Regions from separate parts of the Mus musculus genome. Here all the other regions are linked to region 2. Evidence: chromatin contacts called from public Micro-C and promoter capture Hi-C data. All regions are on one chromosome and are shown on one strand. Each heading gives the region's core, a stretch centred on a gene start, on an enhancer-like site or on the middle of the called end of the contact. The rest is flanking DNA. Distances are from core to core; before and after follow the strand shown.

What was found. Hi-C and Micro-C count contacts between places; a contact is called where the count stands out from the background. Capture Hi-C pulls out chosen DNA fragments and counts their contacts.
Region 1: a Micro-C map of embryonic stem cells shows a contact between it and region 2, with 4 times the contacts expected there. The contact joins the enhancer-like site here to the promoter of Hk1 in region 2. A contact is called at or near these places in 1 of 39 promoter capture datasets (cranial neural crest), 1 of 484 Hi-C or Micro-C datasets (embryonic stem cells) and 2 of 115 datasets of contacts at active chromatin or transcription factors (embryonic forebrain and embryonic stem cells).
Region 3: a contact with region 2 is called in a promoter capture Hi-C map of adipose tissue, with 2.7 times the contacts expected there. The contact joins the promoter of Ddx50 here to the promoter of Hk1 in region 2. A contact is called at or near these places in 8 of 484 Hi-C or Micro-C datasets (CD4 T cells, CD8 T cells, embryonic stem cells and 5 more), 4 of 115 datasets of contacts at active chromatin or transcription factors (double positive thymocytes, effector CD8 T cells, embryonic stem cells and 1 more) and 2 of 9 other capture datasets (adipose tissue and liver).

The regions. Positions count from the first base shown.
Region 1 is chr10:61,904,129-61,907,371 of GRCm38.p6, forward strand. Col13a1 (collagen, type XIII, alpha 1) reads right to left here. Exons shown (of 41, transcript NM_007731.3): 6 at 1,126-1,152. Among named protein-coding and RNA genes, the nearest start is that of Gm30121, 10 kb to the right of the region's middle. Within about 2 kb of position 1,878, at least 49 of the 459 cell types and tissues checked have an H3K27ac peak or open chromatin away from gene starts, as enhancers often do. A contact at or near this core is called in embryonic stem cells, where this site is marked.
Region 2 is chr10:62,337,958-62,341,691 of GRCm38.p6, forward strand. It overlaps Hk1 (hexokinase 1), which reads right to left and starts at 2,464. Exons shown (of 18, transcript NM_001146100.1): 1 at 2,056-2,464. The coding sequence starts at 2,118. It overlaps Hk1os (hexokinase 1, opposite strand), which reads left to right and starts at 2,277. Exons shown (of 3, transcript NR_168630.1): 1 at 2,277-2,455.
Region 3 is chr10:62,649,289-62,652,509 of GRCm38.p6, forward strand. It overlaps Ddx50 (DExD box helicase 50), which reads right to left and starts at 1,930. Exons shown (of 15, transcript NM_053183.3): 1 at 1,737-1,930. The coding sequence starts at 1,823.

The DNA of each region.
Region 1 (3,243 bases), core at 628-3,127, 430 kb before region 2:
ACTATGGCAGGGAAAACATCCCCATCACATAGACTTTCCATGGGATAAGACTAGAAGGTGCTTAAAATCACCACATGGTCTGGGAAGGTGATGTGTCTCACCCTATAGGATGGGACCAATATCTACTTGGAAGACCGCCCTGTCATATGATCAGTAGCTTCAGCCTCGGGAGACACAGCACACAAGGGTCCTCTCCAGCTGTGTCACCTTCTATCTGGGGGACCATGAGCATGTGACTTTCCTTTTCTGGGCCTAACGCACAGAGGAATGGTGAAGCTTTCAAGAAGGGTTGTCAGCATTACCTGAGCCATTAGAAAAGAACACTTACAGCCTGCCCATACAGCCTGCCCACCGCTGAGGAGCCTCGGCTAAAGTCAGCATTCGCTACTTTAGAGATGGGATACTCTGTTGCAATATCAGTGCAGTAACTCTGTGTGTGTTTGTGTGTGTTGTGGGGAGGAGGTCGGAGGTCTCCTGCCTGCAATTCCAGTTCTCAGCAGGTAAAGATGGGAAGATCTTTGTAAATTTAATGTCATCTTGAGTTACACAATGACTTCTAGGCTAGCCTAGGCTACAAGCCAAAACCCTTTCCCACAAAAAGAAAAAAGAAAAAGAGCAGAACAAAACAATCCACAATCCTGACAACACTGACACGCCCAGTGTCTACAAGGATGGAAGGAAAGCAGAGAACCAGGAACCTGCCCACGTTATTGCTGGGGACTCCAGACAAACCCCATACTCTCTCCTCTGATTGGATAAGTTATGCTCTGAAATCCCCAGAACCCACCAGGCTGCTCTCTCTGGATGTCCTCTCCCCTAACCTGGCTCCTGGCTTCCCAGGCAGGGTGGAAAGTCCTCTCTGTAACTCTGGGGTCCCCCTGGGTAGTCCCAGCTACAGAGCAGTGATAAGCAGTCTTTTATTCATGGGGGTGGGTGATAGCCCCTAGGAGAGCAATGGGGGCCTTTGCATATGGTTAAGGTAAGGCAGGGACAGGCTTACTGAGCTGGGACAGCTGAGGCCTTGCCTAGGAATCCCAGGGCTTCATACCAGGGCTCAGAGAGTGCTAGCTTAAAAGCCTTCCAGTGAGAGAGAAGGCTGGGTTAGAGGGGGCAGTGAAGACTCACCTTCTCGCCTGGTTGACCTTTGATACCCTGGACAGGCAGCCCCACGAAACACAGGGCACAGGGAAAAGAGAGACGGGGAGAGAAAAAAAGAGGATGAGAGACAGACACGGACAACAGGAATCCATGCTAATGGCACAGCAACTGAACAAAAAAAAAAATCACTGTGAAATAAGAAACACAGCACAAGACACAGATGCAGACACGCGACAGCCATCTCGGCCAGCAAGCACGTCCAGCTGGTCTACATCACTAGGAAAGAAACAAGGGATCCTGTCCAAGTGGTGCGTGTGTGAAAAGTGGGAGGTAGGGGGAGGGAAGGAGAGACAGGGGGGAAGGAAGGGAGGGCGAAGGAGGGAGGGAGGGAGAGAGAGAGAGGGAGAGAGGGAGAGAGAGAGAGATCCCTAACCCAGTCAGAAAATCTTCCTAATTAGCCAAATCCAAAGGGCCATGGGTGGGGCTGGGAAGAAGTTCCCAAGGTCTGTGATCATGAACCCCAGGGGCTCGGAAGGTCCCTCTGAGTCCCAAGTACAGAACTTTGTGAAGTAAGGTAAGATCGGAACCATTAGGGGTACCCATTCCTGGAACAGAGAAAGCTTGAGGCATGCAAAGGAGGGGGCAGACAAGGGAGGGGACGCAGGATGACACGGGACAAACAGAATGGGGTGACTGGGCTTGGGTGGCTCAGGCATGTAATCCCAGCTGCTTGGGAGACTGAAGCAGGAAGAATACAAGTTCAAGGCCTGTCTGAGCTAGAGGCTGAGTTCAAGGCCAACTAGGGACAACTCAGTGAGATTCTATCTCAAAGATAAAGTCTAAAGAGGGCTGAGGATTGAATTCAAGAGGTAAGATGCTTGCCTCATATGCTTAAACTCTTACATTGAGTCACCAGTATTACAAAAAAAGGGGCAGAGGTGGTAGGAGGTGAACATAGCAAGGATGCTGGACGAGTCAGAGTATAAAGAAAGCAGGATGCCCAGCCAGGGGTTCCTTTGTCACTCCAGTGGCGGGCAGCCTCCCTCCATGCAGCTCCCAACAGGCCAGTGGTGCCACCTCTGGTGACGTATGGGAATGACCCAGGAATTTCACACCTGGTCATTGGACACTACAGTCCTTATCAAGTGGCTTATGCCAGGCCCCCTAGTGAGCAGCCAAATGGGCCATCCACATTTAAAATAGCACCAGCAGTGAGAAGTTCCAAAGTGGCTGGAAAGGAGCTCTGCACAGGAGGTGGGAGGCTTCCGGTGGCCCCCCTACCTCTCCCCATTGCCACCACACAGGAAGCTCCGATGAGGGAGGGCAGGAAGGAGGAGCCGGAAGTACTTTTTGCACTAGGCAGAACTTCCTGCAGGCCAGCTGCTGCACCCAGCAGGGGGCTGGCGGGGGTGGGGGGGACTCCCAACATTTACCTAACCAAGAGCAAGGTGGTAGGCCAGTTGGCTTGGGTACAAAATCAACTTCACCTCCTTCCGGGGTAGATTTTGCCCATTAAAGGGGATCATTAAGGCTATAGTGAGACTTAGGTGCATCCAATATGATCGCTCCAGGAAGGATGGCAGGGTAACTGGGTGGGACCCAGTGACAGCATAGACAGACCCAGTGTCTAATGGATGGACTGATGGAACAGATACGGTGGGTGGGTTGGGGGGCAAGCAAGTGCCCTGTGTCCTGGTATGCAATCAGTGTGAGGACTCTGTGGAGAGGATCGAGACTCCCACACGCTGTCAGGTCTTAAAATGTTGAAAACCAACATACACTGCTAGCTGTACACGCTGACTGGTTTTTCACTCTTCCTGGGTACCAAGCCTTGCTGAGTATGTGTATGGAGGGGCAGGTGAGGGCGCAGTGGACAAGAGCTTTGAGGATGCTGAAGTCCCTGTGAGATACCACTTAGAGAAAGCCTATGCTAGGAATAGGGTAAATGTTGGATAAAATGACATCAACTGATGTGACAACACCCCACCCCACCCCCTCCTCCAGTACCACAGAGGTGGCCTCACAACTCACAGGTTGCATGGAGCTCTTGAACCAAGCTCTAGAATGTTCTAGGCCTCTGAGGCATCCGTTTAAAGTCAGCTCCTTCTTTCAGCTCTGATGCTAGGGGTGGACCACCCCTGGTCA
Region 2 (3,734 bases), core at 1,214-3,713:
TGTTTTGTTGTTGTTGTTGTTGTTGTTGTTTTTGGAGGGGGGTGGTTCCAGACAGGGTTTCTCTCTGTATTCCTGGCTGACCTGGAATTTGCCCTGTGGACCAAGCTGACCTTAAACTCACAGAGATCCACCTCTGCCTCCCAAAAGCTGGGATTAAAGGCTTGAGCCACCACCCACCGTCAGGCTGAGAGCTCATTTGTTTTTAAGGATCTCCTACACAGAACGAAATGAAAGTTTCAGTTTAGAGACCTTGCTCCAGCAAAGCTCTGGGATAGAGGTGGGGGAGGGGATATCCCAATCTCAGAGTGAGGGCTTTAGTTAGGCACCGTTTGAATCGGTGCTCAGATACCCACAGGGCCTGGGAGATGGAATGGGACGGAGGTGAATCAGGCCACTTGTAGTGGAGCGCCTTAGTCCAACTCAGCCACCGGTGGCCACCCAGCACGGTGTCAGGGAGCAGCCAGGCAGCTGGCAGCCACACAGGTGGCTGTGGGTGTGAGGCTGGAGGCTTAGTTTACAAGGTCATTGGGCCTCCACCCACCATTGCACGCCTGAGCCACAGAGGGTATCTAGAGTGGGAGAGCTGTGGACTCTTGATTCGGGAGGCCTATCCTAAGTGCACTCTGCCCTCCTATCTTCCCTTTCCATGGGATAAGCATGTCCACCGCCATGGAAGAAACTCAAGCAATTACACGTGTTGATGCATAGCTCCCTGACATCAGGTCAGGGATGGGGGTGGGGGTGGGAGATTGACAGTGAAGCCCTTCAGCACCCTATTCCTGGTCCCTATTCAGGATAAGAGCTGCATCTCCAACAGTCTTGTCTCTCAGCACCTCCCCTTCAGCTGACACCCAGGGGGAGTCTTGGTCAAGTTCTCGAGTGGGAGGAGGGTCAGAGCCCCGCCCAGACTCCACCTCTAACCAGCTGTGTGACCTTCAGGAGGTCACAGTCCCCGGTAAGACTGCTTCTGAAGGTGCAGGATGAGAAGTCTCAGGCCAGGAAAGGACAGAGCCTAGTCACTGCCGCCTCTCACCTGTAGATAGTACCTCTTGTCCCAGTGTCTGTCAGGGTGATGATGCTATTAACCTATCCTAGGGTAGGTAAGGCATACCCATAGCACAAATAAAAATGTCCTAGGTGTTTTCCTAACCAACTTAGTCTATCTCAGGAAAAAAACATCCCGTCTTACTGATGGTGGCAGAAAAGTGAGGTACATCTTTAAGACCCACCAGCAGACGGCACTTTATACTAGATGAACATCACCCCTAGGACCCAGCGTCCATGTGCAAGAACTCACAAGTCACAAGGAACGAATGCCAACCCCTCCGAGCTCTTCAAGTGACTAAAGTGTCTTATTTGAGCTCCTAGGCTGAGACTGCCTGGAAATTACAGGTTTAGAGGAAGAAAAAATTCCATTCAGACGTGCGGTTCTCGACCTGAGGCCTATGAGCAAAGTTTCCGGTGGCCTCTGCTCCCCTCCCCTCACCGGAAAGCCAGGCGGGTCACCCCGTCCTCAGAGTAAGGAGCAGCTGCAACAGCTGGGGGAGCCCAGTGACAGTTTCAGGAGGGCATCGTATTCTCCAAATGGGAACCCCAAATATGGGATGCCTGGCTTCCAGCCAGCACCCCCGCCAGCTGCTCACTCACCTCCCCAGCCTATCTCGGCGATCACACCTTCCCCGCCCACGGCGCGCGTGGACCTTTCAAAACAGGCCTATAGACAGGCCAGCTGGTCCCCACCTAGACAGGTCTCAGCCCGGCACTGCGTGCGGGTACCCATCTGACATCCATGGTCCTTTTCAAGGACACTGCAGTATGCAATCCAGCCGTGGGAGGAAGGGGGGGGGTCTTCAGCCGGCCGCCCAGCTCCTCAAACCACAAGCACGCCCGCATGCCCACAATGCCCGGGTGAATCCCAGCATGAGGCCTGTCGCCTGCACCCTGTAGTCCAACTAGATGCTGTCTAGCCGGGAGAGGCCGGGGGGAGGATGCAGGCGGTGGCGAGCGGATGCGGGAATGCAAGGCTGTGGCCAGGGCGGCGCCGGCGGGGCTCACCTTTTTGACTTGGTCATCCTTCAGCTCGGTGAAGTAATATGCCAGTAGTTGCGCGGCGATCATGTTGACGGTGGGGGATGCGGAGAAGCAGGTGTGGGGCCAGTGGCTCCTCAGTAGCCCTGGTGAGCAGTGGTCCTCCAGCGGCGGATCCGCGACTCCACCTCCTCCTCCCTTGGCTCCTCCCCCTCAGTCCCTGGGCGGGGCGTCTGCCTGCTCTCTCCAGACCTCCGAGCTCCCGTCCCCGGGAGGGTGACAACCGCCAGCCGGCCCACCTCCTCAGTCCCCATTGGCTACAAGGCGCCACTGCCGCGCTATGGCTGGGGCTTCCCAGCCAGAGCAGGAGAATGACGGCCGCTCCCTCCCGCGCCGGAAAGGAGGCATCACCCTGCACGTTCCCCACGTAAGGAGCGCGCGGTCACGCGTGGTGGCACAGTGCCAAGCCAGAGTGGGTGGGGTGTGGGACACGATCTGGAGGGGACCAGAGGACAGATCCAGGACACCACAAACTGGAGAACGCGAACGGAGCCACACCCCTTCCTCGGAGATTAGGGCTCGTCCCCCACCCCTCCCATCCTCCCTGTTGGGGAAGCACACAAGTGGGCGTGGAAAGAGAGCGGAAGCCGAAACTAGGCGGCTTCACAGATCTTGCACTGGGTCCCTGTGCCTGCCTGCCATCGAGGATCCAAAATCTAAGGATGATGCTCGGAGTCCCACCACAGCCTGTCAGAGTTCACATAGCGAAACCCAAAGCGCCTGCCCCTGTGACATCATGTAAGAGCTCATGGTCCCCGAGTGGGAATTTTGGCCTATTCCCAGCCTGTCCCGATCCTCCCACCCTTCTCTAGCTCTTGGGCATCCGGGTTCTGGGAGGTTGGGGGTACTGTTCAGGACTCAGGTTGAGGGGAAATCGTATTTGTACCTTATGACAAGTAAGAACTCTGACATACAGAAGTGGCTCTGATTCTACAGGTGAGGAGTCTGAGGCAATGCGTTACAGTTGCTGCTCAGGAGTCGGGCAGGGTTTTCTTAGCTTCAGTGCTGGTGACCTGGCCGTTGTATGCAGTGTCTCTTACTTAAGCTTCCCTTGCAGGCCATGTTCCCATGACCAGGGCTGCAGCATCTGTCCTGAGGGAACTATAGAGGCTAACTTCTAGCCCACACCTGGGGGGCTAGGAGCCCATGCCTGGAACACCCCTCAAGTACCCCAGGACCCTTCCAGCCACCACTGCCCACTGAGAAAGAGGTGGTAGACCTGATACCTCTATCCAGGACACATCCCCACCCTGCCCAATGGCAGGTGCAGATGTGTCCTCAGTCACTTCTTTACCCCTAAGATGGAGCTGTAACTACTGATGTCTACACCCCATGATTTTTGTGAAAGAGCATAAACACTTGTGTCTAACAAATTAAGTGGGAAGTACTCTCATAGAATGAACTTGGGAGCCTACAGGTTAAAGTTTGGGGGGGGGGGCGCAACCTGTATATCGCCATTTCCAGGCCCAGGGAGGGCCTAACTGTTGTATTTAAATTATTTTCCTAATAGGATCTCCCCTCAAAAAGATTAGCATTTGAGGCCCACATAAATCTCAAACTAACACACACACACACACATATGCACAGGCGAACGCTACCAACATGGCCACCAGTGTCAGGACAAAATGGTTCTTCTAAGCTGCATT
Region 3 (3,221 bases), core at 680-3,179, 310 kb after region 2:
TTCATGAAGGGCAATCAATAAGTATATTATTTCTGGAGAATTTACAATATGAAAGCTACCAATATATAAAAACATAGTGAAATGTAAGGATGCACAAAGATATAATAACTTTCCTCAAGAATCTTTGGAAACTATTTCAAGATTTTATATATATATATATATATATATATATATATATATATATATATATATATATATATATATAAGCTAACTTTACAAGGAGCACATAAAACTGCCAATCACAAGATAACAGTAGAACAAGCCTTCGAAGGCAAATGAGGTAATGTTTTTATCTCATACTATACAAGTATGGTTAGAAAGAAACATTACCTAGACCATGTCAGAAGCAGGATTTAGGTATGCAAGGTTATTCAAGACAAACTAAATTAAATATAAAACTAAAATAACGGCTTGAGGTTACATTTATAGTCTACCCTAGAAGCCTACAGTAGTAAAATTCAAAGGGGCAAAGAGCTTTGGCTTGGGAAGATGAAAAGGTTCTAGAGATCACGGTGGTCGTGACAGCACAATTCTATTATAATGACATCAAGTCACACGCTTAAAATGGTATAAAAAAAATAAACCTTGAGCCATGGTCGAATTTAAACCCCAGCACTGAAAAATGGAACTCTCAAATGTAAATTCCAAATTTAGTACGTTCTACAAAAACAGAAAAACGAGAGTTGGGAATAGAGCTCAACGCTGGGCATTTGTCGGGCATAGTGGTGGCCTCACTTCAATGCCCACTGGGAAGGTGACATAAAAGGGTGGCTAGAATTTAAAATTTACCTTCGTGGTAGGTCCTAGGGGGTGTTTCCTCATCTCTAGCACTCTACAGAGTAAATATTTTATCAAGTGTCATCTTTCCCACAGTCATTTTCATCCTCATTCAGCTTTCTTTCTCCAGGTCAAATGTCTCCAGTAAAAATTTTACCTCTGCATTTTTTCTTAACACCATAAGATCCTCTATTTTTCGGGTTCTTTCTTTCTTTCTTTCTTTCTTTCTTTCTTTCTTTCTTTCTTAATGTCTTGGACGGAGGTGGGGATAGAACCTCTACAGGCTCCTGGTGGGCAGGGACTATTCTGCATACTTAATTAGTTTTATCTCCTCGGTCCTCAGCTAAGAGTCTGGCACGATTAGCCTCAATAAAAACCACAGTGGATTGAAAATACTGACAGTAAGGGCTATTCGTAATACAACCCCCACGAACTCCATCACAGCCAACCCCTGGCAAGCCTGGCTTTGACACTGTTCCTTAAGCCTCTATTACCCAATCATGGAGGATTGTAACCCCCTAGGATAGCTTTTCCCGAGACTGCTGCAGACACGACACCGCGACCGGGAGGCAACACATAGGCAAAGCCATCATCATCTCTGTCTCAACTCTTCGAAGGCCCCGGAAAACCAAATGAAGGGACTCGCCGCCTAAGAAAGGGAACACGAGCAGATTCCACGGCGATGGGAGCTCAAGTCTGCCCATCTCTCGGGAGAGATCCGGGCGCAGAGGCCGACGTGGGGCTGAAGTACCACGGAAGCCGGGCCGTTCTCCTCCAGGTCCGGGAGTGCGGCGATGGGGAATGGTCCCTGGGACCTCGGAGGGCTGAGCTCGGCGAAGGGGAAGCTGTCCCTCGGAAACTCGCCCCCGGTCCTGACAGGTCTTTCCCCTTCCTAGACAGCTCCCCTCCCCGCCCAGGCCAGCGCAGCCCGAGGGAGGCGCGGCCCAGCCGCAGCACACCTTTTGCCGCTCCTTCCTCTGGCTCTCGGACTCTTCCAAGGGTGCCTCGAGCTCCATTATGTCTCCCCAGAGGAGTTTCCCGGGCATTACTGGCCGTCGCAACCTCCCGCCCGGCTGCGGTGGCCGCGACCACCTACGGCCACCGAGAGCGTGAAAGGAAGCGGGGGCTGGGCGGCCCCGCCGGCCAGGACCGTGCGTCACTTCCGGGCCACGCACCTCGCGGCGGGAGCAAAGCAAGCCGGAACTCTACAGGAGGAAACTCTCCCAGAGAGTCGCAGCCTCCCTCGGCCAATGAAAACCTGAGTGGCCCCGATGGGCCCGCCCACGGTCTGAAGTGACAGGCTTCTCCAGAGCACGGGCCAATCTCCAGGAAGGACGCTCGCCTCCCCTGGCGCGGCACGCAGAATTCCAAGTGTTCCCCTCCCCCCGCTCGGAACGCCTCCCTTCCCAGCATGCCCTGCAACGCTCGCGCAGCCCCCTCGCAGGCGGCGGGGAGCGAGGGGCTGACGCGCGACGCAGCGGCTCGTGGGCAAGCACGAGCTGAGGCCGGCGGGAGCGCCACGCGCCGTACAGCCATTCGCCGCCGGAAACTGCAGCCCTCCGCCCCGCCCCCGCCCCGCCCCGCCCCCCGCAGTGGGTGGAGCGTTAGCCTGTAACGGTACCTGGGCATTGACGTCGAGGCTTCCCGGGGTCAGCAGAATCTGCAGGGGTCTGAAGCCGAGGGGCCGCCTCAAGGATATTAGCTCCTTATGCAGGCGTTAAGTTATGGCTTCACTTTTAGTTCTCACGTATCCCAGAAGAAACCAAACCCACCCGAGAAGCGAATTTATTTGTCCAAACTCAGTAGCGCTTGTAAGACTTGAAAAGTGATCGGAATCCGCGATGGGCACAGCGCTCTCACAGCTGTAATTTCCCAGAGTTGCAAGGCGAATGCTCGCTCCTATGAAACAGAATAGGGAAAAATCTAAAGGATAAGAAAAGCAAGTCCAATGTGTCTGACAGATGACCTGCTTGTAATACGTACATTTAATCTTAAGGTTCAGGATTAACTGCCTCTGAGGTACAAATTTATATGAAAGATATCAGTGTCAGCGAATTGACTTCTTGGTCTTTATGTATATTCACAAAGATTGGGCTCGATCCCCTGTACCTCACAGACCAGGCAAGCCTACTACCAATTGAACAACAATCCCAGTCCTCAAACCTTGTTTATCATGTTCTCTTTATTCAGTCAATCAGCTATTACATTCCTGAGGGAAGATGACACCAAACCTAGATGTAGGTACAGGGCATTCTTGCAAACTACATAATGTCTAGTGTAGCAGTCTTGTAATCTGAGCCTCAAACACAGGCCTTAAAAAAATTACAGCTACACGTCCTGAGTTCTATGATTAGACTTAAATAACCGGGACCACAATATTTTAAATTTGTGATAGCTTCCAGAATTCTATGAAAATAAGGACTGGCTTAACATCAATGACTTTG